7 separate regions of the Mus musculus genome follow, and all the other regions are linked to region 1. The links are chromatin contacts, called in public HiChIP or PLAC-seq and promoter capture Hi-C maps. All regions are on one chromosome and are shown on one strand. The core of a region is the stretch at or near the end of the contact, and the rest is flanking DNA. Distances in the headings are between cores, read along the strand shown.

Evidence for each region. Promoter capture Hi-C pulls out the DNA fragments that hold promoters and counts their contacts. HiChIP or PLAC-seq counts read pairs in DNA pulled down with a chosen protein or histone mark.
Region 2: a contact with region 1 is called in a promoter capture Hi-C map of hippocampal neurons, with 3 times the contacts expected there. The contact joins the enhancer-like site here to the promoter of Slc25a28 in region 1. A contact is called at or near these places in 6 of 39 promoter capture datasets (the C10 cell line, frontonasal cranial neural crest, hippocampal neurons and 2 more) and 3 of 115 datasets of contacts at active chromatin or transcription factors (embryonic forebrain, embryonic stem cells and pro-B cells).
Region 3: a contact with region 1 is called in a FOXA1 HiChIP or PLAC-seq map of pancreatic cancer cells. The contact joins the promoter of Lzts2 here to the promoter of Slc25a28 in region 1. A contact is called at or near these places in 3 of 39 promoter capture datasets (cranial neural crest, hippocampal neurons and pre-B cells), 1 of 484 Hi-C or Micro-C datasets (CD8 T cells) and 2 of 115 datasets of contacts at active chromatin or transcription factors (double positive thymocytes and pancreatic cancer cells).
Region 4: a promoter capture Hi-C map of hippocampal neurons shows a contact between it and region 1, with 4 times the contacts expected there. The contact joins the promoter of Crtac1 here to the promoter of Slc25a28 in region 1. A contact is called at or near these places in 5 of 39 promoter capture datasets (cranial neural crest, frontonasal cranial neural crest, hippocampal neurons and 2 more) and 2 of 115 datasets of contacts at active chromatin or transcription factors (astrocytes and embryonic forebrain).
Region 5: a promoter capture Hi-C map of liver shows a contact between it and region 1, with 8 times the contacts expected there. The contact joins the promoter of R3hcc1l here to the promoter of Slc25a28 in region 1. A contact is called at or near these places in 13 of 39 promoter capture datasets (the 3T3-L1 cell line, the C10 cell line, the HPC-7 cell line and 8 more), 3 of 484 Hi-C or Micro-C datasets (CD4 T cells, CD8 T cells and embryonic stem cells), 7 of 115 datasets of contacts at active chromatin or transcription factors (the 230-238 cell line, astrocytes, bone marrow-derived macrophages and 3 more) and 2 of 9 other capture datasets (adipose tissue and liver).
Region 6: a contact with region 1 is called in a promoter capture Hi-C map of the 3T3-L1 cell line, with 2.5 times the contacts expected there. The contact joins the enhancer-like site here to the promoter of Slc25a28 in region 1. A contact is called at or near these places in 6 of 39 promoter capture datasets (the 3T3-L1 cell line, frontonasal cranial neural crest, hippocampal neurons and 1 more).
Region 7: a promoter capture Hi-C map of liver shows a contact between it and region 1, with 2.4 times the contacts expected there. The contact joins the enhancer-like site here to the promoter of Slc25a28 in region 1. A contact is called at or near these places in 6 of 39 promoter capture datasets (the 3T3-L1 cell line, cranial neural crest, hippocampal neurons and 1 more) and 2 of 115 datasets of contacts at active chromatin or transcription factors (astrocytes and pancreatic cancer cells).

The regions. Positions count from the first base shown.
Region 1 is chr19:43,672,708-43,676,516 of GRCm38.p6, reverse strand. It overlaps Slc25a28 (solute carrier family 25, member 28), which reads left to right and starts at 1,636. Exons shown (of 4, transcript NM_145156.1): 1 at 1,636-2,041. The coding sequence starts at 1,751. BC037704 (cDNA sequence BC037704) reads right to left here and starts at 1,339. Exons shown (of 1, transcript NR_045645.1): 1 at 1-1,339.
Region 2 is chr19:42,291,379-42,295,187 of GRCm38.p6, reverse strand. All of the region lies in intron 11 of Crtac1 (cartilage acidic protein 1), which reads left to right. All of the region lies in intron 1 of Gm34347 (a long non-coding RNA gene), which reads right to left. Among named protein-coding and RNA genes, the nearest start is that of Mir3085, 13 kb to the right of the region's middle. Within about 2 kb of position 1,732, at least 26 of the 459 cell types and tissues checked have an H3K27ac peak or open chromatin away from gene starts, as enhancers often do. A contact at or near this core is called in hippocampal neurons and second pharyngeal arch cranial neural crest, where this site is marked.
Region 3 is chr19:45,016,530-45,020,338 of GRCm38.p6, reverse strand. It overlaps Lzts2 (leucine zipper, putative tumor suppressor 2), which reads right to left and starts at 2,204. Exons shown (of 5, transcript NM_001130526.1): 1 at 2,109-2,204.
Region 4 is chr19:42,429,671-42,433,479 of GRCm38.p6, reverse strand. Crtac1 (cartilage acidic protein 1) reads left to right here and starts at 1,692. Exons shown (of 15, transcript NM_145123.5): 1 at 1,692-1,870. The coding sequence starts at 1,847.
Region 5 is chr19:42,517,159-42,520,967 of GRCm38.p6, reverse strand. It overlaps R3hcc1l (R3H domain and coiled-coil containing 1 like), which reads right to left and starts at 2,163. Exons shown (of 7, transcript NM_177464.4): 1 at 2,111-2,163.
Region 6 is chr19:42,629,754-42,633,562 of GRCm38.p6, reverse strand. No RefSeq gene overlaps it. Among named protein-coding and RNA genes, the nearest start is that of Loxl4, 19 kb to the right of the region's middle. Within about 2 kb of position 1,847, at least 90 of the 459 cell types and tissues checked have an H3K27ac peak or open chromatin away from gene starts, as enhancers often do.
Region 7 is chr19:42,658,508-42,662,316 of GRCm38.p6, reverse strand. No RefSeq gene overlaps it. Among named protein-coding and RNA genes, the nearest start is that of Gm25216, 39 kb to the left of the region's middle. Within about 2 kb of position 1,961, at least 109 of the 459 cell types and tissues checked have an H3K27ac peak or open chromatin away from gene starts, as enhancers often do. A contact at or near this core is called in astrocytes, liver and pancreatic cancer cells, where this site is marked.

The DNA of each region.
Region 1 (3,809 bases), core at 387-2,886:
ATGATCATTTTAGGACCATAAAAAAGTAAATATGATAAGAAGAGACGGGATATAGCAGGCATTGTCATTAATTTGTCAGGGAAGAAAATTGATATTTTAACAGGACTGGGGGGTGGAGGCTTTTTTGAGATCTATTCATCTCTCAGAGAAAAGTGCAGGGTAGCAAGAAGTCTGTATATGATGTGGGGAAGAATTCTTAACCCGAGGTTAACGGAATCTCCTTCACGCTGAAACCCGAAATAAAAAGCAGTTTTGTGTGTGACTGGGGATGGGGTTGGGAACTTAAGAGCTTTATTTTCCAAGAGATCACGACACAAACGTTAGTAACTACTGCCAAAGATTAGTTGAAAGACCCGTCCGCCGAAGGGCTAAGCTTTAGAGAGGAAATGGAAAAGCCTCCAACCGTTCTAAGGAAGCGCTACGAAAAGATGGAAAAGTTTGCAATTGCGTCATCATCTCATTAAAATAGGTTGTAAAGGCAGAGCTAGAAACTGGGGAAGCGTGTGCAAACACGCTGCTGAGAAGGGAGCCTGAGGTAGCCTGCAGAACCAGCGAGCGGAAAGGGGCCCTCGCTCCTCAGTAGAGGCTGAGGCTCGAGAGTCGCTTCAGTGCCCGCTTCTGCTCAAGGTAGTGGCCCTGAGGACCAGACGTCCCTAGCATCGTTTTACAACCGGGGAGCGGTTCTCAAGAAGCAGCAGCTCAGCGGTCCCGGAGAGAGAGAGCGGACAGCCATCAGACCCGGTGGAGTTTATCAGCAAGCGAGCTCGGGATACGAAGTTCAAGTGTATGTCTCGGAACAAGCTCCACTCCCAGGCATCAGCAGTTGCTCTGCCGCGATTGGGATGGTGCTCCAAGACCCTGACACCTGTCGTCGCCTCCGAACCATCCCATTTCGCCTTCTCCTTTCCCAACGCAGAGTCCACCCAATGAGAGCTCATCGGTCCACCCACTGGAGGGTTCACTAGGCGGCTTTGGGTGGGAGGCCCAAGGCGAGCGGATCTGCGCTGATGGCACACCACTCCAGAGCCACCCGAGGCTCACAGCCGATCTCCCCTAGCGGCGGGTTGGGCCGTGCCAGGGGACGCAGGGTCCGGGCTGACTCCGCCCCCGCCTGAGATCCCGCGGGAACAGTCGCACCGTGCTACTCGACACCCGGTGCACGCCAGAGCACGCGTCCTAACGGCAACCGACAGCGGTTTGACCTTGAAGGTCTGGCTGGCACCGCCCCCTCTCCCCGGCAGTCCCGACCGCCACGCACGCCGCGCCGGGGTACAGCCGGGAGCCGGTCCCTGTCCTCCAGGCGCTTCTCTCCACATCCAATGGAAGAACGAAGTGGTTCGGGCCAATGGCCACCGCCAAAGTAGCTAGAGCGGTTGAGCCTATCAAAGTTCAGCTTTACGTTTCTCCCGCCTCCGAAACGCTAGGGGCGGGTCGATCGGGCAAGTCCGCCAATCAAGAGCCAATAAACAAGACGCTTCCAAGATCAAAGGGGAAGGGGTGGGACCTACGGGACTAATGACAAGCTATCTGACGAATAACACAGATACATTTTGGCTCCGTAAAAAGGGGGCGGAGACACGTTAGGGCCTACACCAATGGCTGTCTGGGGGGCGTGTCCTCGGGGCCAAGCGGGAGCCGGAGGCCCCGGGCTCTCTGGGCCGCGCCTGAGGCGGACGCAACGGGGCCGGGGGGCGGCGGCAGTGGTGGCGGCAGCGGCGGCGCGTGTGGGCGCCGCGGCTGGCCGAAGTGGATGGAGTTGGAGGGGCGGAGTGCAGGCGGCGTGGCGGGAGGACCAGCTGCTGGGCCCGGGCGGAGCCCCGGGGAGTCGGCGCTGCTGGACGGGTGGCTGCAGCGGGGCGTGGGCCGGGGGGCCGGCGGCGGGGAGGCGGGGGCCTATCAGCCCCCTGTACGGCTGGATCCGGAGTCCGGCCCGGAATACGAAGCGCTGCCGGCTGGAGCCACTGTCACCACGCACATGGTGGCGGGCGCCGTGGCAGGGATCCTGGAGCATTGCGTGATGTACCCGATCGACTGCGTCAAGGTGAGACCTGGACCAGGCTGCGAACCGGACCTGGGGCTGACCCGACCCTGAACCTTGTTTAGAGCCAGAATCCCAACTGAGACCCAGAGCTGATAGGTTTCTTCCTGGCTCCTACCTCTACACACGGTTTGAGCCAATACTCCGTGCAAGCAAAGTCCTGGCTGGTAGATGAGCTCAGTCAGGAACCAGGACTTACTTCTAACGGTCAGTGAGGCGAAGCAAAAATCTTGTCAGCCAAAGACTTGATCCCGATTGGGACTAAGCAGGGATGGGATGGGATTGGGGGGGGGGGATCCCGAAGCACAGGTAAGTCTATAACAAACCAGCTGGCATGAAATCAGACGGTGAACTCTATCCGATAGCTTGGGTTGAGATGTGCTTCGGGTCGGCGCTTTCACAAGCTCCTTGCTGCGTCTTTCCTTTAAAGTGACGGGGCAGGAACCGGAATCTGGGATCTCTCAGCTAGATAAAAGTACGTATTAAATCTTAACCTGGGAGTGGTTGAAAAAAAAATCATTGTGCAGTCAAAAGTGAGAGTTCCAGACTGGAATGGATGTGGGAATAAGGCATGTTAAGAAAAACGGTTTCGGTTTCTCTGCGAGGCAAGATTGGTAGCCCATCTATTTCCTGAACGTAAAAATTGAGCTGGGACTAAGATTCTATGTTGAGGGAGCAAGTGCATCAGCCCCTTACACAACAGAGGTGAAACTGATAGTCTCTTTCGTTGGGCCCCTGAATTTGACAAAAAGGAAAACAGCTGGAGGGAAGTGTGATGATATTAGAAAGCAGATGTGGAGAAACAGAATGAGATTATCAGGGTACGCTCAGGGCTGGACGTAAAGCCAACTGCATCCACAACCAAGCAGGACGGTTAATACACATACAGGTCAGGTCTCTGGGAAGAAGCCTGGGGGAAAATGGAAACATTGTTTTTCCTTGCTGTTCTTAGACTTGTGCTTGAGTCGAGATGCCAGCTACTGAAAGGGCAGTAACTTCAAGGGGGTTCTTGAAATCGTCGATGCTTTCTTTACACCACTTGTGTAGGCACTGGCCTGTCAGCTCTTTGATGGATGCTTTCCCGTTTAGGATAGCATCCACGTCAGCCATGCAAAAATCACTTTCTTCTGCTTGCCCCTGGATTCAGTACTGTTTTGCATTTTCATTTGTAAAGTGGATAAGGAACTAGGGAAAGTGCTCCCGAGGTTTTGTGAATGAGTTTGGGTGATGGAGAGAGAGTTCCTGAACTTTTGTGAATGGCATTGAGTTGGCCAGGGTTTTCAGTACACTCCAGGTTAGCTCCTAGCAGGCTAAGTGCACCTGACTGAGGTAAACATGAGCATTTTAAATGTCCTTGCCACTGGAGAGAACTAGACCGTGACCTGGAGTTAAGGCTGGAGGTGTTCCTTGGGTAGCAGCGTTTCCCAGATAACGTGCTGTGACTTACCTTAAAAGAAAGAATAAAGCCTGTATGAGAGAAATCACTAATGAGCTGTAAAAACGAACATATAGAAATAACAGTGAGTCAAACATTTATCAGAGAGACTGTAGGTTGGATGTCTTGAGTTAATGAAAGCTATATATCCAAAAGTTAAGCTTCAGAGTTACCTCCCTCATCTCCGACTACAGCAGAGGGGTCTGGAGTGCTGTGTTCAGGATAAGTATCATGTGGAAGACAGATCAGAGGAAGCAATAGAATTATTTAGTGGAATGCAGTGTGATAATCTCCAATTTAAAAATGTTACTATTGCGATTGGAAAGGCGGCTCCGG
Region 2 (3,809 bases), core at 483-2,982, 1.4 Mb after region 1:
ATCGTATGTGCACAGAAAGGAAATGCAGAGAGCATAAGCAATTGCTTCGGTCTGTGTGGCTAGATCACTACAGGGACTGGCACCTGTTCTGGGCACAGTGGAGGGCACTCAGTTCTCCTGAGTACCCCTGTTGGTCATTATCTCCATCTTGCAAATGAGGAAAACATGGATCCTAATGTTAGAGGAAGACTGACCAGGAGCTGGTGATTCTCAAATGACAGAGCTGGGATTCAAACCCTAGCCTGCCTGAATTTGTATTTTCTACCATATGTTCTAGTATATGTGTGTGCATTCTGGTTTTTATTGAGAACACATAATATTTATGTAGTCTGGGAAAGAAGCAATAAATATTTAGGGGACCCAGGGCCTGGTTATATGAGCATGTCCCTGGGCTATCGCGCTTGGATGGGTTAGCCTGAGCCTGGGGCATCTGTCACTCCTAAGGCAGCCATTTGCTGTGCTGGCCCTAAAGGTACAAGCTGATTTTTAGACATGGAGTCCTCCCTCTTGCAAACTAGCAGTAGCTGACACCTACGGAGTGTTTCGCATGTGCAGGGCTTTGCCTAAATTTTTCATCAACTCTCTTGGGAATTTGACGAATTATGAGCCATAGTCCGTTACTTTACAGAGCAGAAATCTGAGGTTAATGCTAAATGCACTGACCCAGTTCACAGCTGCTGAGGATAGGAAAAGGCTGGCTTTGGACTCCTCCTTAGACACTGAGTTGTGAGCTCTGTGGCTCCGCCTCCTGTGTCTTCTCCGCCCCTTTCTTCCCGACATGTATATCTCCTCAGCCTTTGGGTATCCCAGAAGGCCATTCAAGCATCAAGGTGGCTGTTGTCTCAAGGTGGGATGTTTATCAAGCTAGATGTCAGCCCTGCTCCACTGGACAGAAAAAGAAATCGAGGCTCCCAGAGTAAACCAGCAGAGAGACAGGGCCTGAGCTGAGACTGTCTGACCTCACATCCTATAGACAGTCTTTGGTATTTTGAGATGTGTATTAGAGACCTCCCTGGGTCCTTTCTCTGTCTAGAATCTGTCATCACCATTGGAGCCTGCTTCCTTGACTGGACAGCTCACAGGATCATTTGGTGAGATCCAGGGTGCTCAGGAGTCATCTACCACCCAGGCTACATAAACTACATCTGACTAGGGGCCCCTCCTGATGCCAGCCCTCATGACTGTGCAAAGAAGGGATTTGCTGTTGGTTTAAACCAAACTGCCGCAAGGGTCCCACACCCTACCCCTACCAGGCTCCTCCTTTGTAGGGCTCCATTCCCAGCAGGACCCTAAAAGGAGGCCTACTCTTTGGAACAGACCCTTGTTAGTTGCCTAAGATGGGTCTCAGGCATTAGAGCAGCCTCCGGGATCATTACAGAAGCCTGAACAGTGAGTGAGACAGGCCAGCTCCATCCCTGCCTTTCAGGGCCCCTTAGGATTCCAACAGGTTCTTTATGGGCCAAGCATAGAGTTGTCCTTGCTGAATGATGGGAAAGGCAGCAGTAGGGCAGAGCAGGCAGGGAGAGAGACGGTGGGGGAACCAGGTAGTGGTAGTGGTAGAGGAAAAGGAACAAGAGAAGAGAATAGGGCAGAAGCAGAAAGAAAGAGAGGCAGAGACATGGGGAAGAGAGGCCGGAAGAAACGCTCCAGTCTGCTGGGTAAACCCTGGAAATCTCATGTAAGGCTGTCATGCAAAGCTAACTCCGATGCACCCGGTGCTGACTTGGAGTTTGAGAGTGTGGGAGTTTTGTGAGTCAAATCAGCCCTGCTCTGGACAGCTTTGCCAAGGAGAAGACTGGATGGGGGAGGGGGTGGCTAGCAAGATGGTAGGAACTAAGAAGGCAGGGGCAGGGCTGAGAGCGTCCCAGAGGCCAGGCTAGCTTGAGCCCAGGCCCAGTGGTGGGAATATTCAGTTGGGGCGATAGGAGCAGAGTCTGGAAAGTGGGAGCTGGGCCAAGCTCCCTCCCTGGGGTCTCCAGGGGAGGCTTGGAAAGGCTGTGGTAGACAGTGGGTGTCCTGTCATATCCAGGAACGCCAAGGCAGCACTGTGGTGAGAGTCACTGTGCAGGGGCAGCATCCCCCACAACACTCGTTCTCAGAGGCCTCTTAAAATTTTTCTCTTGATTGTGAGAACAATGTGTATTGATTATAGGGAAATGAGACAATACAACAAATCATAAAAAGAAGTAAAAATCACCCACAACCTCATCACAGTGCTTAGAATATTAAGTAAAAAACACAAACATCTCCTTCACCCCAGCCCCATTTGATCCGTTCATTCCGTTCGTGTGCACTGAACACCTACTAGGTGCCCAGCAGGAACTACATCGAGACCCTTGCCTTGAAAATCCCTGTATGCTAGTGAGAGATGAAAAGCACGGAATACATGGTGAACAGAATAAGTAGGTGAAATAGACCATGTTAAGATTGCATTAAGTGCTACAAAGAAAGAAAATGCCAAGCAGAAAAGGAAGTTAGGAGCAGGCGGGAGAAGGGACAACAGCAATTTTCAAATATGAGGCCACGCTTCAAATAAGCCATTCTCCCATGCAATGCACACAGGGGCACGTATATAAATATACATACTACTTAGGTTTGGGGTTGGTTTGTTGTTTTGTTTTGGTTTTTTTAAAGAATGAAAAATGGCAAGCTTGCTTTTTTTACTGCCCTGAACAGTGAAAGCCTGGCTGTCCCTCCACCACTGTGCACGTCTTTTATTTTCCTCCAGCTCCACAGAGTATCGCACTGTGTGGCAGCATTCATAACTTATTACCAAGTCCCCTGTTGATGGACAGCTAGATTGTTTCCAGTTCTGAGCAGTTGGGGGTGAGAAATGCCTGCCCTGGGGTTTTCGGATGCCTGAGAACTTGAGTAGAGGGTGAGGCTGTGTCCAGGGGCCCGGATCTGGAAGGGGAGCGCTGCAAGAGGCCCTCCAGACAGTGGGCACACAGTTCTGGCCCAACCTAAGCAACCCCGTTCCCTGATGGTCCTCACTCCTGAATTCCCTCCCCGCTGTTCCTTTCTGATGTGGTGAGCTGGTGCTGGGGGACGGGAAAGGGGGTGAGCACAGAGGTGAGTACCCAGAAAGTATATAACCTCAGCCCTTCCGGTCCACACGGACTTCCGGTCCCCACAGGAGGACGAGGGCGGGTCAGACTCCCGGAGGCTGCTCTTGCTCAGGCTCACCTGCCTGCAGTCGCCTCTCTGTATGCTCCAGGCCTTCCTAGGTCTATGTAGGAACAAATAAGAACAGCAGACTCAAACCTTCCATGTAATTTCACCTCCCTCCCTAGAGTACCTGAGTTGTGCTGCACCAGACAGTTACAAAACAAAACTCTGGGACCTTTCTTAGCCTTGGTCTCTAGGGGTCCCCTGAGGACCCAGTCAACTATGCAGGGCATTATGGGTCTTTTTCCTTCTCCGGCTGACCCTGCCCTCACTCCAGGGACCTCACTCCAGGGAACCTTAACCACATTCGCAGTTCCTGCACAGCTGCCCCCTCCCCGCACCATCCCTTGTCGCGGCTCCTCCTGGGTGCAGGCCACCTGCCGGCTTCATAAATAAGCCTTTCTGTTTATAGTGTTGACTACTGCCCACCCAGCCCCCAGGGCTGCCTCTGCCCTTCCTGACTGCCAGTAGGCTGAACCAGTGCACAGCCAATCCCAGCAAATGAAAACAAGTCCTGCCAACCCGCTTGGCCCCTGTATGCCCCGACTGTGGTCACCCACTCAAGTTCTCCCAACCCCACGCACTGATACCACCCCACCCCACCCCCCTTCTACCACACCTTCCCTTCAGCTAATTGTTTG
Region 3 (3,809 bases), core at 955-3,454, 1.3 Mb before region 1:
AAAATGAACAGTATCTGTGAGAATATGCATGAAACTGTGCAGTCCATGTGGGTTTAGACAGATGTCAGTACGTTCATACATGTGTGTATATGTGTGTGTGTGATGTAGGGGACATGACAAAACCAAACAGGGTTGTGCTATGTACCATAGGTGGGCCTCAAACTCAGATCCTCCTGCCTCAGAGAGCTGGGATTCTAACCTTGTGCAAATATGCCGAGCTGTATGTGTGGTTTTTTTTGTTTTTGGTTTTGGTTTTGGTTTTTCGAGACAGGTTCTCTCTGTATAGCCCTGGCTATCCTGGAACTCACTCTGTAGACCAGGCTGGCCCTGAAATCAGAAATCGGCCTGCTTCTGCCTCTGCTTCTAAAGTGCTGGGATTAAAGGTGTGCGCCACCACTGCCCACTGTGAATTCTTTTTTGCTGTTTTGTTTGTTTTTTGTTTGTTTGTTTTTCCAAGACAGGGTTTCTCTGTGTAGCCCTGGCTGCCCTGGAACTTGCTCTGTAGAGCAGGCTGGCCTTGAATTCAGAGATCCACCTCTTACTGCCTTCTGAGGGCTGGAATTAAAGGCGTGTGTGTTACCACCACCAGGCTGTATGTGTGAATTCTTATGTTTTACAAAGTTATGAGTTTCGTAACTTAGAAAGCACACCACACAGTTATTAATGTGTATAAAACAAATGAATCTGTGGGCTCTGGATGTCACTATATGGCAAAAAGAGAAATGTTTGGATAGATATACCAGTTTGTGCACACATATGTGAGGTTTGTGTAAATACCACTAAATCTTCCAGTCACCTATCCTCAGTAAGCCATTCTGCTTCTTCTCCTAGCATGAAATTCTAGGGAAAATCCTCCTTTCTTTGGGTCCATTGAGTCAAGTCTCTCATAGACTGAGACACACAAATCTCTACAGGACGCCTGCAGTTCTCCTGGGACAGTTACATGGATTCCTACTGTACACAAGAAAAGTGTGTGAAAGCTCCCCAGGACCAATCTGTATAAGTGAGCGTTCTGGGAGTGCATGAGGACCTGGGTGACATTCAAAGCCACCAATGTGAATGGGGACTCCTCCTCCCTAAAACTTTTTTTTAACTTAAGAGTTTGAGGAAAGGTGAGATCACAGTGCCTGACGCCCTTGCCCCATCTTATCTTTGTATATTGTTCTCCACTAAGTGCCTCTAAGTGTTAAGACCAGAGACTCACAGGAGTCCAGCGTGAGGAAGGAGTTGCTAAGAGCTAGGGTAGGAACTGAAGTGTAGCAACTTCTCTGTAGGGTAGGTACTGAGATCGCCCCCAAAAGGTCCAGCCTAGGGATGGAGACTGCTCCACAGTATAGTGAGGAGTGAGAAGGGGCTGGCACTCCTGTCCCTACTCCAGAGGACACAGAAAGTGAGACCCAGAAGGAAGGGCAAGGGCCGGGGTAGACACTCAGAGAGACAGGAGCCAGAAGACAGAAGAGACAAAGGCCAAGAGGCTCAGACACGAGGAGCCAGAGGCAGACCCATGAGTTAGGGTCGCTGAAGCTACACAGGCAAGGACCCCTAAAGCCAGAGGAGCCACAGAGCTGAGCTCTGAGGGCCAGGCGTCAGGAAAGCCAGGCCTAGCCAGCCTGGCTCCCGCTTTTGAGGCCCAAGAGAGAAGGAGGGGCAAGCGGCTCCATTTTGAGAAATGCGTTTGTAGCTGTGGGAAAAAGAAAGCCCTGGTTCTCCCCAGCACTCCCTGACCTATCACTATGGTACACAGACCCCTGCGCCCCCACCCCAGCAAGTAAGCTGGGGGTTCTAGAGTCTGGGGCCGCGCCAGGGCCTGAGATGAGTCTGGCCCACGTCCCAACTCTCTGACCTCAGGGCTGGGGTTGGAGAGTTGGGGAAAGTCCCCCCAAACACACACACTCAAACTCCAGAGACCAGTCAAGCAGGATCCAGTCTGGGATCACGAGTTGCCATTCCGAGACTGAAAGCCCAGAGTCGTCGTGTCCCCCCACCCCCCCCCCCGCCACCCACAATAGTCCGCTCCTTCCATAAACTGGGGGCGTCTATGGAATGCCACCTCCCCACCGGACCGCATCGCTTAGAAGTTGGGGCACCCTCAGCCCTGGACCCCTCACCTCCGCCGCGCTGCTCCATGCTCAGCCCCGGGCCGCCCCAGCACTCCACAGGCGCGCCGCCCGCTCCAGCCCGCGCGCGGCCACTCGGAGCTGCCCGGCTCGGCCCCGCCTCCGCCCAGCCGGCGCCCCCGGCCCTGACCGGCCCCCGCCCGGCCCGAGTGGGCGGTGCGCACTGATGGGGGGAGGGGTCCGAGGGGCGTTCCCGCCCCGGGGAGCGGACACGCGCAAGTAACCCACGTCACGCGTGCCAGCCAGGGCGCACGCGGGGGCTGCTCGGCGGCGCTCGGGATTCCTCCCAGAGTGGCCTAGCAACTGTGTGTGTGTGTGTGTGTTGTGTGTGTGTGTGTGTGTGTGTGTGTGTGTGTGTGTGTGTGTGTGTGTGTGTGTGTGTGTGTGTTAAGTGTGGTGTGTGTGTGTGCTCGGTAGCGCTCGGGATTCCTCCCAGAGTGGCCTAGCGACTCTGTGTGTGTGTGTGTGTGTGTGTGTGTGTGTGTGTGTGTGTGTGTGTGTTAGGAGGCTCGGCCGGCTCGAGACTCATCGAGCCGGGTCACCATCGCCTATCCCTGCCGGAGCCCAAGGGCCAGCGGCAGCTGGTCATTGTTCCAGCACAAAGAGCCAAGGCGCGGCGCCAGCCCCGCCCCTCCCCCTCCGCTCCTCTAGGAGAAGCTTCCCTCCTCAGTCTCCAGCTTCCCGGTCCATGGGGAGGCCGAGGGGGTCAGCCATCCCTCTCCAGTTGCCGGCTCCTGGGCACAAGTTGAGGGACTGGCTCGGTCGCTGTCTGTCCCACCCCCAGCAGGCTGGAGGTCACACGCTTGGATTTTCCAAATCGGCGCCACCTGGTGGCCCTTTCCAGCAACTTACCAGCCCCCCCCCCCCAAGACCCCCACCAATCCCACTCCCTTTCCAGCACAGCACCCTCGGGCCGCGAGCCCAGGCTTGTCCCTGGCATGGCTCCAGCCTCCCTAGCCGAACCTCGGGGGTCATTTGCTATGAGAAGGGTCGCTGCTCAAAGGGGGTGGGAGGGATACCTGACCCCCAATAATCTCAAGAACGAACAGCTCAAACCTACACTGGCTCCGCAGCAGACATCCCAAAGTCTCTCTTGGGGTCACAAATATTTTTACCCTCTCGAAAACAACAGTCTTAACACCCACACGACCTTTCCCACATTCAGTCTCGGGCAGCCACAGTCAGTCTCATCCATCACGTGGCTCCATAGATCTTCATTCCATAATCCTTCAGGCCAACTCACAGAAGGCTTGGTGTTTCGTGCACGGGAGAGTGCACAACAGTCCTTTGCATCCAGTCACATTCTTTAAATACACTCAGCCTCCCAACCCTCTTCCACGCAATGACAGCCGGATTCAGCCACTCTGGAAACTTCTTACATCATATTCACAAACTACCCACTTTCCCTGAGGGGTCTCTGTGACCTGCTCAGGTCAGCCGACCTCACATGTTCTGGCAAGGCCATCCTCCCTTCCCCGATCCCCCCCGCCCCCCCCCCCAAGGTCTGCCAGAGCTGGGCTCAGCCCCAGGAAGAAGCACCCCCCCCCCTTCCAGGCCACAGCCTGGCCGGCTCTCAGCTCTATTTTTAGCTCCATGGAAAGGGTTGTTTTTCTTTCTTTTTCCCTGGAAAGGAAAACACAGCCTAGCCACCCTCAGGCTCACTCCAGCCCCTCAGCTTCACAAGAACATACC
Region 4 (3,809 bases), core at 443-2,942, 1.2 Mb after region 1:
TCCACACATCCATTCAGATTCTCACAGGGTACAGAACAGTCTCCGACCCCTAGAGAGAGGTTGATTACAAACCACTGGCCTGGAACCCTGAAGAAACAGGTTGATATTGGGTCGAGCACCCAGAGTCTCGGGATTCCTAATGATCCTGAAATTATACTCGAAAGTCACTTATGGGTAAACGTTGGCCAGTTTTTCCAGAAAGAGACGCCAGTGACTTTCGCCAGATTCTCAATGGTTCCTCACCGCTGAGGAGCTCCTTGGCGGCCCAAGAGATGGACTCTGCCTACGCTTAGCTTCTGCTTTTAAGAGAAGAGCACAAACGGGGCTGACAGTTCTAATCAGTACTGGGAGATAACCAGGTCCAGCTAGGAACTGGTTGACAGGGAACTCTATAGCAGAACCTTCATCCAAGTCTTTTTAAGCGTCAAACATACAGACGCCAAGCTAGTTAGTGAGTAGTGATCGCAAAGCCTTTGGAGCTGAGCAAAGAGTCCCATATCCTTCTCCGAGGCCTCGGGTCTGGCTTTCAGAAATCCACCGGTCTTATTCATGAAAGGTCAAAATTCACTACTTGCTGAGCACCTATTATAAGCCTGGTTCTATTGTAGATGCAAAAGGTCCATTGATGTGGACCTTAGCAAGTTACCTGCCCCAAACACAGGTATATGGGGAGCTACTAACGAAGTCATCTCCATGTTAGTTGCTCTCCCACCACTACCCTTGGGCCAGAGAGACCAAAGCCATTGCACCCAGCTGTGCCAGCTGGTGACAACGGAGAAAGAGCAAGCGGTAGTACTCCGTGTGGGCAAAAGATGCAGACGCCCTGAGCAGGTGGGCCAGGCTCAGCCCTGGTGGGTGTTGCTGGAGAGGGGGCTAGGTACGGTGAGGACTCTGCCTGCGGGGGCGGAGGGCGCGGATGTGGGAAAGCAGACTCTGCCCGCAGTTGCCTGGGCCGCCGCGCCTGACCGCCGAGCTGCGCTCGCCTGCTCCCCGCCCTCTGGGACCGTGGTGAAGCTCTGTTCCCCATACTGAGCAGTCCCCCGGAGGCGCTCGGACACGTCCCTAGGCTGGATAAAGATCGACTCGGAGCTCGCTCCCCAGCGAGAAATCTCGCCATCGGCGTGGCTCGCGCGGCCGCTCTGGCCGGGCCTGGGAGCCGCCAGATCGCTATCTGGGAGGCAGAAAGACAGCAGCGCGGCCGCTACCCCCCGCCCTGCGCTCCGCGTGGCTGCGGGGTCCTGGGGCTCGCCGGCCTCCCTTCCCCCCCTTGCACTGCCTTCCCCGCGCTCCCCCCCCCCCCGGGGACATCCGCTTCCCGCCCGCCCGGTCCCCAGCGTCCCTCAAGGCGCCCTCTCCCCACTCGCCAGGCCCCGCTGCCTCCTGAAGGTTACGCGGCGCGGCGGCGGGGCGCGGCAGAGCACGGGGGGCACCCGCCCTCGCCGCCGCCCGCGCCGCCGCCCACCCCAATGCCCGCCGCGCCGGGCCAGCCTGGCTGCCGGCTGCTGCCACCGCAATCCCGGCTCCTAAATCAGCGCGGGGAGGCGCCCCTTCCCCCACCCGGCTCCTCGGGCTCCCCGGGCCGCGATTGGCCGCGCGTGCGCCCCCCAAGCTTGGGCCCCGGCTCCAGCTGCCGCGCCATTGGCTGCGGGCCTCCGCCAGCCTTTACATAAGCCCGGGCGCGCTCGAGTGGAGTTGTATAAAGCGAGCGCGCGGCGTCGGGGCGGGAGGCTCGAGGCCAGCCCGGGACCAGGGCTGGGCGCTGCAAGGCGGCGGCGCCAGCGGCAGAGGCAGCATCGAGCGCCCGCGCTCCGACGCCCCCAAGCGGTGGGGCTGAGAGAGCCAGAGGATGGCTCCGAGCGCTGACCCGGGCGTGAGTATCCGCTCCTGGAGCCCCCACCCCTTCCGGCGGAGAAAGTTTCGCCAGCCTAGCGCACCCCTCCCCGCACGCCCCCAGGGGTGGCGGGGATGCAGCTGGGGACCTGGGAAGATCGGGACTGCGAAGGCGGCGACGCTGCTCCCAACTTGCCAAGAGGCGCTGGACTCTATTGGCGCGCAGATCCTCCCCGCGGGCTGGGGGCAAGGCGGGCGCCAGGCTGGAGGTGGTGGAAGAGATGGGAGCCGAGGTGTGGGGGTGACAGCCCACAGTTGGCAGAGAACGTGTTAGTGGCACAGAGGATGGAGGTCAGCGGTTTGAGAAGGGGGCAATGGGGCTAGTAGGGGGCGGAGCAGGTGAAGGCTGTGCTGAGGGTACCCGGGGAGTCACCCAGCTGGCGGGCTCAGTTTGGGGACGACTAAGCTACCATCCTCGGCCGACTGCCAACGCTTCCAGGTTGGGGAAGATCCCCCGGGGCATAGCTCTTCTCCCGGGAAGCCGAGCTGTCTCCCCTTGCACAGCGCTGAGTGGCAGAGTGCTCCCGGAGCCAGCCCGGTACACAGCGTAGCTGCCAGCCGCCTTTTGCTGGACCGAGGTGTGGTCTGGCTTTCTAGCTAAGGATGTTTCAGGCAAGCTCTTTTCTGGCATTCTAGGGGAACCATGGGGTCCCCCCCCCCCTTGATCTTATGGAATCAGATAAAGGTTTTGGTGGGGCAGCAGGCAGGCTTGGGGGCATGCCCAGCAATGCAGCGTGATTCTTTTGCAGTACAGTAGTTGGGAGCCCTGGTTAGTCCCGCTTCTGCAGAAACCAACTAAAGAATCCAAAGTCATCCCAGCTGGGATGGGAGCCTCCCTAGGGGTGGGGGTGGGGGGTTCCTTCTTGAATGACTAATGATTACTATTGCTATTGGGTGGGTTCACCTACCGTGACATCTGTACATCTCATCCGTCCTCCTGGAAGCGTTCATGAGTTGCACTTGAGGTACCTTCTGGGATGGGTGCAAGACTTCGAAAAATGAAGCCAGTTGGAAAAGAAAGCAAGAAGGTTCCCAGAGTAGAGGACAGCGGTTTGATGCTGTGTTGAACCTGGGAAGAACTCCTGGGGAAAAGCTATCAGGGGAGATTTGAAACCATGATAACTTGGGACAGGAAGTACCCACGTTGAATTAAAGCAGATCCAGAGACTTGAACAGTTCCTCACACTTGGGTATTGAGACAGAGACGTGGAGGGTGGAAAAATGGGAATATGAACAGTTGGCCCAATATGGTCTTCAAGGAGGCGTTTTTTCCCCCTCTCTCTTTCCTGTCTTGGTTAAAAAGCCTCTTCTGGAGGCAGGTTCTAAAGTCAATTTGGTAGGCAAGGAAGGGAGTTTAGTTCTTGGTGCTGGACTAGATTAGAACACTTTGGTCTCCAGTTGGTGCTGATAGATTCTGGAGAAGGTTGAAGGCTGCCGGTGGCTTCTGCTCTTGTAGCTGATGGGTTGGGGTTGAGCCATTCACCGTAGTACAACCCTACCAATGGGCATGTGTTCAAACTCCTTGGATACCTGCGTTAGGCTAATGATTTTATGTGTGTGTGTGTGGGTTTACCAATCCATGCCCACCCCACCCCCATTCCCTGTTTGCTTGCAGTCAACATTTCTTGCTGCATTTCCCAAGACCTTCTTTCCATTAGGGATGTGTGCAGTGATATACCTGCTTGCTGCTCTGTCTTCCTTTCTCTGTCTGGACTACACCTGGCCTTCTGAACCCTGGTGCTTATTCTTTGGCACCAGGGTGTTTGGTTAAGGTATCCTATGGTTGCATGGAGGAGCCCTGTGAATGAGTAGACCAATGGCCTATGTAATGCCGAGACTGAAACACAGATTCTTAGAGAGACTAGGCCAACGACCAGGAAATTCTTCTGTTAAACAGGTTGTGACCACCTGAGTTGGTC
Region 5 (3,809 bases), core at 914-3,413, 1.2 Mb after region 1:
CAGAGGTGGTCATTCATTCAGTTTCCACCATCAAGCCTCCCAGACTCCTTTAAGCTAAAACGTTTGTTTTGTTTTTGTTTCACACCGTCTCACCAGGTAGCTCTGGCTGACCTGAAACTGATATGCAGACCAGGCTGACCTTGAAATCACAGAGAGCCATTTGCCTCTGACTTAATAGGATTCAAGGCATGAACTGCCATGCCCAACTCAAGCTAAAACTTTACAAACAGCCTAACTTAAAAACTGTATGTGTGCTGGGTGGTGGCCCATGCTTTTAATCCTAGCACCCAGGAGGCAAATCTCTTGTGAGTGTAAAGCTGGCATGATCTACAGAGTGGTTTCCAGGACAGCCAGGACTATACAGAGAAACCATGTCTCAAAAATGAAAAACAACAACAACAACAAAAAAAAAAAAACCCTATACATGTATGCATATATGGGGGGGGGGAATAGAGACACAAAAATTGTCCTATAGAATTCTATTCTTGTCAATATCTGAGTCATAGTTAATTGTCCTGCTAGGAGCTACACTACATAGTGAAATACACTCAAGTACAGGTTACAAACAAAAGACCAGTCCAATTTAAACTGACAAGATAAAAAAATAAAAAAAAAAAGAAAGAAAGAAAAAGAAAAGCAATCTCTAGAAAAGTATTTACTTAAGAGCATACCCAATAACCACGTCAGAGCAGCACTATGGGAAACCTAGGCAACCCTAAGAGTGAAAAAGAGTAATTTTTTTTTTTTTAAAGAGGAGCTCTTCCTGGCCTGGAATTCACTACCCAGACTAGGCTACCAAAATCTCCGAGACCAGCCAGCCTCCGACTCTGGTACTGGGATTAAAGGCTGCTGTTGCTTGTTATTGTTGTTGTGGTTACTACTAGGGAGAGAATTCAGAGCCTTATGCAATCTTACCAATGAACTACAGACACCTCAACCCTGCGCTAAATAGCTCAGGCAGCTATTATTACATGAGTAAGTAGTGCCTGCAACCCACAAACCCTAGACACTGGTGGTTCAGCACCAAGCTTCGGGAGCTCTAAGTCTTAGGGGATGCTTGTCATGTGTAGTGCTTCCAAGAGCGGAAACCGAGCAACAGGGGCAGCTGGCTGTGTGTCGCATGCTGATGGGCCTCGAAGTTTGACACCGATTCCACAGGTGGTCAAGCCCTAATGTCACCTCTCCGCTTGAAACCTTGCTTTAACACTTGTAGGTTTCATCGCAGTTTCTAAAGACACCATTAACTCCGGTCTTCATAAAGACATGACCGTTGATTTTAAAATCCAACTGACCTGGACCACACAAGAGAGGGTACAGGAACTTTATTTTAAATGTTTTCTAGCACAAACGTCTCACACATAGATCATAACACTGAAAAGCATAGTACAAAAGACCCTGCACCCCCTCTTTTTTTTTCCAGACAGAGAAACCAAGGTGGTGGTAATAGGACTACAAAAGACCACAGGTCCATCAAGTGGCCAACCCATCATCCTCTCAGGATTCAGACTCTATAAACCCCGTACTCTTTCCCTCACAACTCAGATGCGACGAAAAAAAAGTTTGTAAGACAACTTTCGATAAAGTGGGTTGGAAGTTTTCTGAGGACCGCCCGAGAAGAGCAGGAAGAACATCCTACTTTACAAACTGTTCCCGGCCAGCCCATAGCCCGGGGGTCCTAGCAGCGGAGCAGAAGTGCCACTGCCCGGGAATCGCCCGCGGCCCCGGGCTGTCCCGAAGCCACCTCGGTGGTCCACAGCTCCGCAGCCCAGAGGGGTCCTAAGACCCCGCTCGCTACCTGGTGACTGGAGACGATTTCTACCAGAAAGAAGCATTAGGGCAGAGGCCCAAGGCAGGCCTCCGGCCCCTTAGAAAACAGAAGAGACCGGAGGGTGGCCCTCCCGCCCCGGGGCTCCAACAGGTCGAAGGGCGGAAGCTTCCCAATAACCTCCGCCCCAGGCGGGGGCCTGCCCCGCGCGTCACCGGAGGAAAAGAAAACCAGCGTTAACACACAGGAGGAAAGAGGGTCCTCTCCCGAGCCGGAGGAAAGACGCGAGGGCAACCAGCACCAGCTCAGGGAGAGAAAGAATCGGGTTCAAGGGTTCGTGGTTACCGGGACGCTGTCGCTCTCCGCTTCCGCTGCCACCATGAAGCGCCTGCTCTTCCGCTCGCCGCTGGGGTGCGCGCCAGGCCTTGGCTCCGCCCACGCCGCGGGACCTCCTGGGAGTTGTAGTCTTCGCGAGCCCCTGTCGCGTCGCGTGGGGGGCGGGGCCGGCAAATGGAGAGGGCGGGAGGGCGTTGACGCTCCTCTATCTCCTGTATCGTCCATCCTCCATCTCAACCCTCAGCTGTGAAAGCGCTCAAATCTTCTCACGTCCTGCTCAATCATAACCGTGTCTCTTTCCTCGTCCACGGGCGAGTTTCTTCGAGCGTAATCTGCACTTAGCGTCTCTACTTCCTTCCTTGTGTGTGCTGAGTTCTACACTGCAGCTTCTGCCCCCCGCAGAAAATGTCCTTGTTGCAGCCAGTGTCCTTGTCGCCAAACCCACTGCAAGTATTTTCAGGCTGTCTAACTTAAGCATTAGTCATTGAAGCTCTTGGACATTATCATTTATTTTCTATGACACTATCCAGCTTTGCCTTCCTCATTCCATGCCGTTCGACTCGGTCTCTTCCTGTAATTCTCCCCCCCCCCCCCGAACTCACCTCTTGAATATTGTTCTCTGCAATTCTTAGAATAAGGAAGGGGAGCGTCCAGCCCGGCCCCTTTTTTTGCTTTAGCTTATCGTACTCCCAACTTCTAGACGACCCTATCTCATTCCTATCTTGCAGACTTGTCAAAAAATGGCTTGAACGCTTTGGTGGCGCGAATGGTATAGCCCTGTGATTGGCAAACAGGTGAAGTGCCCAGGATTCGATCTCGGAACTATACAAGAAAAAAAGAAATATTTGAAAAGTTCATACTGTGTCTCTCCTCTCTGTTCACTGCCTTCCCATCTATCTCCAATGCCTCTTCATCTACATTTGAATGCTAACCAAACCCTGTAGAGGCTCTCTCTCTAGCATTTGAGTCTGTTCTTTATTTCCACTGCCAGATACTTAATTCCCACTTGCTTAGTTTCTTAGCTGATTACTGTTCTCCTTACTGATCTCAGTACGGCTGTGGGGTCCTTACTGCCAAAGGCCGAGTTGTGTAAATAACAAATTTAATCAAGTCGTGTTTGTGTTAAAACCCTGTAAAGACACCATTCGATTGAGTTTGAGAGAAGGAATGAAGGTGAACACCTTGGAGCTTTTACAAAATAGTAGTTCCCAATCCACTACTCTCCTTCCCATCCCTTACCAGATCTGATTATGGGATAGGTTAGATGTGAGCCTTCCTAAAAAGTTTCCCCCTCGGGTGAGCTGACCACTCAGCAAAATGGTTGTATATTATTGCTTACAATGGGCCAGTGCTGGGGCCGAAAATAATGAGCAGACCAGTGCCTACCCCTGTGGATTTATGGTCCCTTAAGAAGAGACAGATACTAGTCAAATGGTTCCATAGCAAAAAACAAAAGCAGCAACAACAAAAAAAAATCGTCATCAGCTGAGCTAGGAATTGTGGGAGTAAAGTAACCTGTCCTTCTCTCTACTTCCTGCCATAGCCTAAGCTGGGGATCAAAGCATGGTCCTCGGTCTGAGTAGACCAGGGAGAGCCAAACTGTCAAATACTTGGATTGAATCATATGCCAATGCCCAGGTAGGCCTGGTAGGGAAACCAGGAACCGCTAAATGTGGGATGCTGGGAAGCAGAGCTATGTTAACTAGTT
Region 6 (3,809 bases), core at 598-3,097, 1.0 Mb after region 1:
CACACAGAAAGGTGTTCTTAGAAGCTAGGAGCTAGGGCTGGGGAAAAGATGAGGCTTCTAGGGGAGGTGTGACTTTGCTTCGTACATCTGAAGGACGCAAGGAAGCTGAGTCTAGAACCATGTGTCAAACCCAGACACAGGAACTGGCTTTAACTACCGAGATAAACAACCATCCTTGGGTGAGAGATCTAGTAAAGAGCAAGGTCCAGCTCCCTCTTCTATCTTCTTGTCTCCTTCTTGCCTCCCACGGGCAGAACCTACCGAAAAGCAGCTGGCTAAGGGACATGCCTCAGAGTCTGGGCCACACCACAGCGTGGAGAACACACCTCTGGGCTTGGGCTGGGAGATGCTGCCAAGCATAACTCAATCACAGGGTCTGTGGCAGATAGGAGAGAATGAAGGAGACAGGAGCCTGCGATGTGAGAGCAGAGACTTGCTTTGATGAGGTGCTTTGAGGTCATAGAACGGCAAGGGCCCCTGGCAGCTGGGTTCAGGTGAGACTCATATGTGTTGTGGTACTGATCACTCAATGGATAACCGAATAATTCTGGGTTGAACAGTCCCAGCTAGACTGGAATCTCCAAAAAGACTGCCTCCAAGTCTTTCTCCAGGGGAAAGGTAGGCATCAAACTTGGACGAGACCCAAGATTATCCTTTCTGGGTCAAACCCTCTTGCCCTGCTGGAAGGAGGATAGACAAGTTTTTTGTCTGTCATGGAGATGACTGGAAACTGTAGAACAGGAGACATGCTTGCACGAAATGTAACCCTGGCCCACCTTCTCTGCGGAGGGTGGAGTCTTTGAAGTGCCAGGCTTCAGAAACACCACCAGGTGGGGGGATCCCTACTGGGTGATGGCTGGGTCACCTACTGGGTTTCAGGAAACTAAGATAGCCAGGCAGGAGGGATGAAGTAGAGGGTCCTCCTATTGGGACAGGAATTGGCCCCAAATATGCAGCCAGGGACACAGGATGTGCTCCAGGCTCAACCCCTACTAGTGTCCCCGGAGTCCCCACAGAACCGTGCCCGAACAGGCTAAAAGCTCTGGAGGCTGGCTGCACACAGGTTTGAGGTTTCTCTGAGTGAAATTGCAGCTGTGTTCCTGTTTTCTGTTTTCCTTGAACTCTGTCACACCCATGTCTACATGACACTCGGGCCTTTGAGCTCTGAGCATATTTTTGAAAAGGGAAAATCTGGGTCAGGCCATCACCCTCTGAGGCAGGTTTCAAAGGACTTTCCATTCCCCAAAGCCCTTCCCTTTGAACTTGGCCAAAAGCTTCCTCCTGGGCTGATATTTCTTCTTGGCATGATAGCCCAAAGGTGAAAAATGCAGGACAGCCTCCGAAGCAAGTGGGTGCGGTTGTTTTGAAGCCGGGTGAGTAATCCGGGGAAAAGTACTGGTTGCTGACACTGGTGGCCCCAGAGCCACCTGGGATGGCCCAGCTCTGCCCAACACCTAGCCCATCACTTCAAGCCATAAGAATGTATTCCAAGAATGTACACCCCGCCCCCCCAGCCCCCAGCTACAAATGGCTAGAGCCACCACCGAGTTCTTCCCCCTCTTCCTTCCTGATGCAACCTTGTGTCCCCGGAGTCATTACATAGCCTCAGACAGGCGCAGAGACTCTGCCAGCATCAGCTTCAGCTGGGAGCTTGCTACCCTGGGGTCCCTCTTCCCGGCATCCTTGCGTCATTCATGCATGCTTTCCTAAATTCCTGGCTAGTTTAGCTGACTCCAGCTAATTCCGCTTCCGGAGTCTTTCCTAGTAAAAAGGGTGGAGCGAGACTGCTCTTTGATAGATGACTGGGGTGGAAGCAGAGGGTGGTTTTCCTTTCTCTGGAATCCCAGGGAGTGGGCGGAGCTCCAAGTAACACTCAAGTGTGATTCACACCTCTGTCCCTAGAGCCAGCCAGCTGCTCCCCAGAATCCAGACCGCAGAGGGTCTTGATGCCTCCTGACCAGCTTCTGGGCACTCCAGGGAAAGCCTAGGAACTGGTGCTCCTTCAGACTGGGTGGGAGAAGGGGGTGGTCAAGAGGGAAGTCCGTTCTGAGGCCAAGGCACGGCAGAAAGTGGGGTCTGCAGCACCAGCCCCCTCCCTGGGATGCTTCCCTTCCTGGCGCTGTTAGGTCTGGTACATGCTAGCAACCACGTGTCTTTTCCTTCATGCTTTTTATCTTATTTGGAGCATACAGCTGGCTGAGGGTGTTGCTATTGCTGACCTGGGAGTGCTGGCTATCAAACCCAGGGTCTGAAGCATGTCAGGAAAGTGCTCTATTACTGAGCGACATGTCAAGCCCTGCTGTTATGTTGGTTGCCTTGGGATAACTGTATCTTTGGGTGTGTGTGTGCAGGGGGCTGGGGGGCTGACTGGGGTGGGGAGTGGCTTACTGATGGTTCATTTGTAGCAGCTTGAAGGCCTGCTATGTTAGGCAGATTCACACACAGTCCATTTCAGTCAGGTTACTAGCCAAACCTCCTGCTACCTTAGCAGTCACATCCAGAACCCCTGACCACTGCTAACGTGTTCTCTCCACTGTGGCTTTGCCTCTTCTAAAATGTTCTAGAAATGCAGCCAAGAGGTCTTTAGTGCTGAGGCTAGTTCCTGTGGCCACAAGGTGCCTCTGAGGGTCACCGGCCATCGCGTTTGATCCTTGTGTGGCTGAGCAGGGGCCACCATGTCCCACAGTTTTACTTATCTACTGAAAAACATTTGGGATGTTTTGAGGATTTTTGTTTGTTGATTTTTGAATCCAGCTGCTAAAAAAGCATTCAGGTATACATTTTTATGTAAATCTATTTTTATTCCCTTAGGGAAACACCCAGGAGTGAGTTGGACTATATGCAATATGTATATTTAACTTTGTAAAAAAATATAATTAAATTGTCTTCCCAAACTAGTTTTTGCCAGTTTGCACACTAAGAATGGGCATCTTTTCTTTTTGACCTTCACCTGAAAGTCAGGTCATCTCCCCTGCCAAGGCAGGGGCCAGAACTTAATGAACTGAGATAAAACCCAGGACTAAAGATGAGTTGAAGAAGCTAGGTGGCTTTAATCCTAGTGCTTGGGAGGCAGAGGCAGGTGGATCTCTGTGAATTTGAGGCCAGCATGGAACTCACTACAGAGTGAGTTCCAGGACAACCAAGGCTACACAGAGACCTTGTGGTGGGGGCAGGAGGGGTATTTGAAGTGATTGTGAGTCTGGTGAACCCCTGCTCATGGTGGGAGGAATTTCAACTGGTTCACAGCCGTTGTCCCAGTCAGGACTGCAGTGTGCCTGTGGGCAGGTTTCTCTGCTTCTCTGGCCCTCAAGCTTCTGCTCAGAATGAGCCCTGCAGGTTCAGCGAGGCCACAATTTGCGGTACTTCAATTGTTGCATAGCGAGCCTCTGAGCATCAGAATTAAGCTCTAAATAAAGGCTTAGGATTCAGGTGTGGTCACTTCCAGTCTATCCCAAGGACATGACATCCTCCAGAAACACAGAGGTGAAGATACGCATACTGGTTTGAAAATGCTTTGCTTTGAATGAAGTTCTCAGGCGTGTGCAGAGTATTCTCCGACCAGGAAGATCCAGTCCGGCAAGTAGCTCTCGACATCCTTCTAGCGTCTATCTGGCAAAAGAGGCTAGAAATGTGGGCATGTCCCTAAGGTCTCTCTAGTGCCTCTGATTCCTCATTCCCCCGGGTTTGGACTCACCCTCCACTGTCCCAGACTACAAAGATCTCCCAGAAAACATGAGGTTAGGGTTGGGGGGGGGTGCATGGATCCTCGCTGGGGAAAACCTTGTCACAGCAGAGCTATGACAGTGACA
Region 7 (3,809 bases), core at 712-3,211, 1.0 Mb after region 1:
CCTATATATTTCTTTGGCCATTTGGCTTTCCCATCTCACCGGTGGGCTTCTGTCTGTGCTGAGCTGTGAAGCTGTCTTGGCTGCTCCCTCCACCCCAGAAGCTTTGCCCCCAAACGTTTAGAAGACGAGAACAGGCAAAGTGACATAGACACCCAATCTGGGCACCAGCACCCCCCTGGGCCAGTGCAGAAGGAGCACTTGAAGCTGGCCTCAGCCTCAGGATGAAGTGCAGGACTGACCTCAAGACACTTCAGAGAGAGCAAGGAGGCAGGAATTCTAACCTCACTGCTCTGAGCAATGCCGCCTCACTTCCTGGCCCAAGTCATCAGGAAATTATCTACTTCCTTTTAATGTCTGGGCCCCACCAGACAGTGAGCTCCCAAGGACAGAGGTAATAATAGCACTGACAGCCACCACTTGTTCAGCTCTTACACAGGCGTGCACTATTCTAAGTCCCCAGTGTCTTTAACTTCACGGAGGCCTCCTTATAGCTCAGAAACTGTGCTGCCACCAGCTTCCCTGGGGAGGGAAGGACACTGACGCCCGGAAGTTTCGTAACTGGCTTCCGATGGAGATAAAAACTCAAGTTCAGTCCAATGAAAGCCAAATTCCTCTGTGCCAATCACAGTGTGAGACACACTGCAGGTGCAATGCGCCCAAGGAACCAGTAGATAAATGGGTGCCTTTTCCCTACCACCCATCAGCACACTCCCCCTTGTGGTTTGAATGTGGAATCTCCCCCACAGTCTCATGTGTTTGAACACCTGGTTTCCTGCAAGCTCTGCTGTTTTGGAAGATGGTGGAAACACTTCAGGTGGAGTCTTGATAGAGGAAGTATTAGGGGCTGCCGTGAGCCTTACATTTTTGATAGCCTTGCCCTCACTTCCTGTCAGCTGCTTCCTGGCGGGTGGTGTAATGGGACCAGCTGCCTTCCCCACCGCACTGGGTCTGTATCCTTACAACTGTGAGCCAAAGTAATTTCTTTCTCCCTTAGGTTGCCTCTTGACAGGTTTTTGGTCAGAGTAACACAAAAAGTTAAATATTTCCTCTTCTTACACCTTGCCCTTGGGCCTGGATGCAGAGGAAAAGGTAGATATAGAACTCGGCTTCCCATAGTATGAGTAGGGAGGGCTTATTGCTTCTTCTACAGCGGTGGTTCTCAACCTGTGGGTCTCAGTCCCCTCAGGATCAATGGACTGTTTCACGGGGGTCACCTAAGACCACCAGAAAACATAGATATTTACGTTGCAATTCGTCACGGTAGTAAAATTACAGTTATGAAGTAGCAACAGAAATAATTTTATGGTTGGGGGGGGTCACCACAACACGAGGAACCATATTAAAGGGCCACATCTTCCATCTTCAGCCCTCTGAGACCTAAAATACAGCATAATGTACATCAGGTATGTCCAGAGCCAGCCACTGTGAGTTTAGGCCTCACCTCTGATGCTTGTCAGTATATAACGTCATACATTCTTCTCTGTACCTCAGTTTCCTAACTATGAAATGAGATATTTGGTTGTTCCCCTCATAGCTTCTGGGAGGACAAAGTGAGTTCGATAATTGTCCTTTCCAAGCCTCTGTGCCCCTACTCTATGATACCCCAAGCGAGGGGACAGCGGCCTCCAAGCCAGAGAGAGAAGGCCACTTCTCCTCCCCACATCTTTCTCTGGAGCACCTGGCAGAAAAGATCCTAAGGAGAAACTGGGAGACCCTAGCGCGCCAACAGGCCCTCGGAGGGAGGCCATTTCTGAAGCAGAGATGAAGTGACTGGGGCCGGGCCTCTGTAGATCAGACCTAAGCAGAGATGCCAGCTCCACCCCAGAAATCCTGGAAGCCAGTTCCACCTCTCTGGGGCTCAGTTTCCCAACATAACATGAGGAGCACCCTTGGACTCCCCCCTCATGGCGTTACTGGGACATTTAAATGCATGTGACTCAGGACAGACTAGAAACAGTGACTACTTGGTAAGGTATGCAGAGATTCCCACAGATTCTTGATGACCCAATCTGAAGGCTAAGCTCAGGGGGGGGGGGGGCATGTCTCACAGAAGAGCTGGTGGCTCAGAAAGCCTGGTGACAGGCCTGAAGCCAGTCCAGGACCATGGGACATCAAAGAACACTGCCAGGCTATTTTCCAACCTAGAAACAAATGTCACCACGCCCATGTAGGCATTTCCGTCTTACCACAGCACTGGCAAGCTAAGTGGCCTCCAAGCACTGACTCTGCTGGGTAAACAGCCCTGGCTACGTGTCACTTTGGAGAAGAGCTATGGCCACGAGGTCCAGGCTTGGAAGCTGGGTCCTGTCAACAGATTCCCCTCTTCAGCCCGCACATGGATGTTCGGACAAAGTCTGGCTCTTGGCAGGGTGAGCTCAGCACAGAGGCAAGCAGAGTCCTGTGCACCACGCTGCCAAGCCGGCCCAGAGGCAAAGGGCCCGAATCTGTTGTTTTCCAGTGTGTTCCTCTGATTACAATTCAGGCTGCATCAGTCTCCTGCTGGAACCCGCTCCTGCATGTGTTCCGAAAGCCACGCGGCACTCACGTGCCTGAACACTTGTTTGCTGACCCGAGGGATCCCTCTAGCTCAAAGGCTGAGAGGTTTGAGTAATCCCCCAATTTGGAAGGACACCCGTTTTAAGCTAGATCCTAGCTGGAGCTAACATCTTTTCTGACCAAGAGAGCAAAGAGAAGCTTCTGTAGTCCTCGCAGCAGAGCCCCATGGTCTGTTGAACAAAGAAAGGGGCGTGTCCTTCGGCTTTGACAGCCCAGGCCCCCACCGTGGAGCTGCCTGCAGGCCGATGGGGCTCCCCTAGACTATTCCAAAGATGTTTGCAAACATTCCCCAGGGGCAAGAGGGCAGTAGAGGAGGGACCATTGCAAAATTCAGAAAAGTCTGGACTGAAAAAAGTTGAGCCAGTATTCTTCTTAGAACCTTTAAAAATAATGTCAGTGAGCTCTAAGAGAAGTTTCTGGAAGCCCTGCCTCTCAGTTATGCTTGACAACTTCTACCTCAGTAGTGTGAGGTTGCCAGGACTACCTACTGGCCTTCCCCACCCCACACATACATGGCTCTAAGAAGGTATCGATAAAAACTCGTCGAACTTTATTTAATGCTAAAATTCCTTTCATGGATATTTGTCGGCAGCTTAGAAGAACTTTATCCTTGACATTCAAGAAGCACATTTTAATGTCCCCAAGGGTCCCTCATGTCTAGGGACAGTTTCTACCTTTGGCTCAATTAATTGTGGCTTAAATTCCAGCCCAAGCTGTCACTGGCTTCATTTTTGTTTTGCTTTGTTTCATTTATTATTGACGTGGGCACAGGGATGCACTCCCATAGCACACATGTGGAGGCCTCGGGGCAGCTGGGAGAGTCTGCCTTTTCTCCTATTACCTTTATCTGGGTTGCAGGGATCCAAGGTAGCCAGCCAGCCTTGCACAGAAAGCACCCATGCTGAGCCGTGTTGCTGGCTCCTGAGAAATGTTCCCTGTGATCTTCATACTAACAGGTCAGAGAAAAGCCACCAGTCACACTCAGCCCAAGACCTTGGTTCTCCTTCCTGGATGTGTGGCCCTGGACACATCCCAGACTCTGTGCCTCCTCTGGATCCTGGATTCTGTTATCTGCTAGGCTCACATGGAGGATTTAAGGAGGGAGCGTGTTAGACACACAGTAGGGGCTTGTTAGACACACAGTAGGGGCTTCCTCAGCATCAATCCCTTTCCTTGATACATTGTTACGCTTCTGAAACACTGGGCAAGTAACAGAGACAAGTTGAACCTAAAAGCCTGGAGAATGTAGAAAA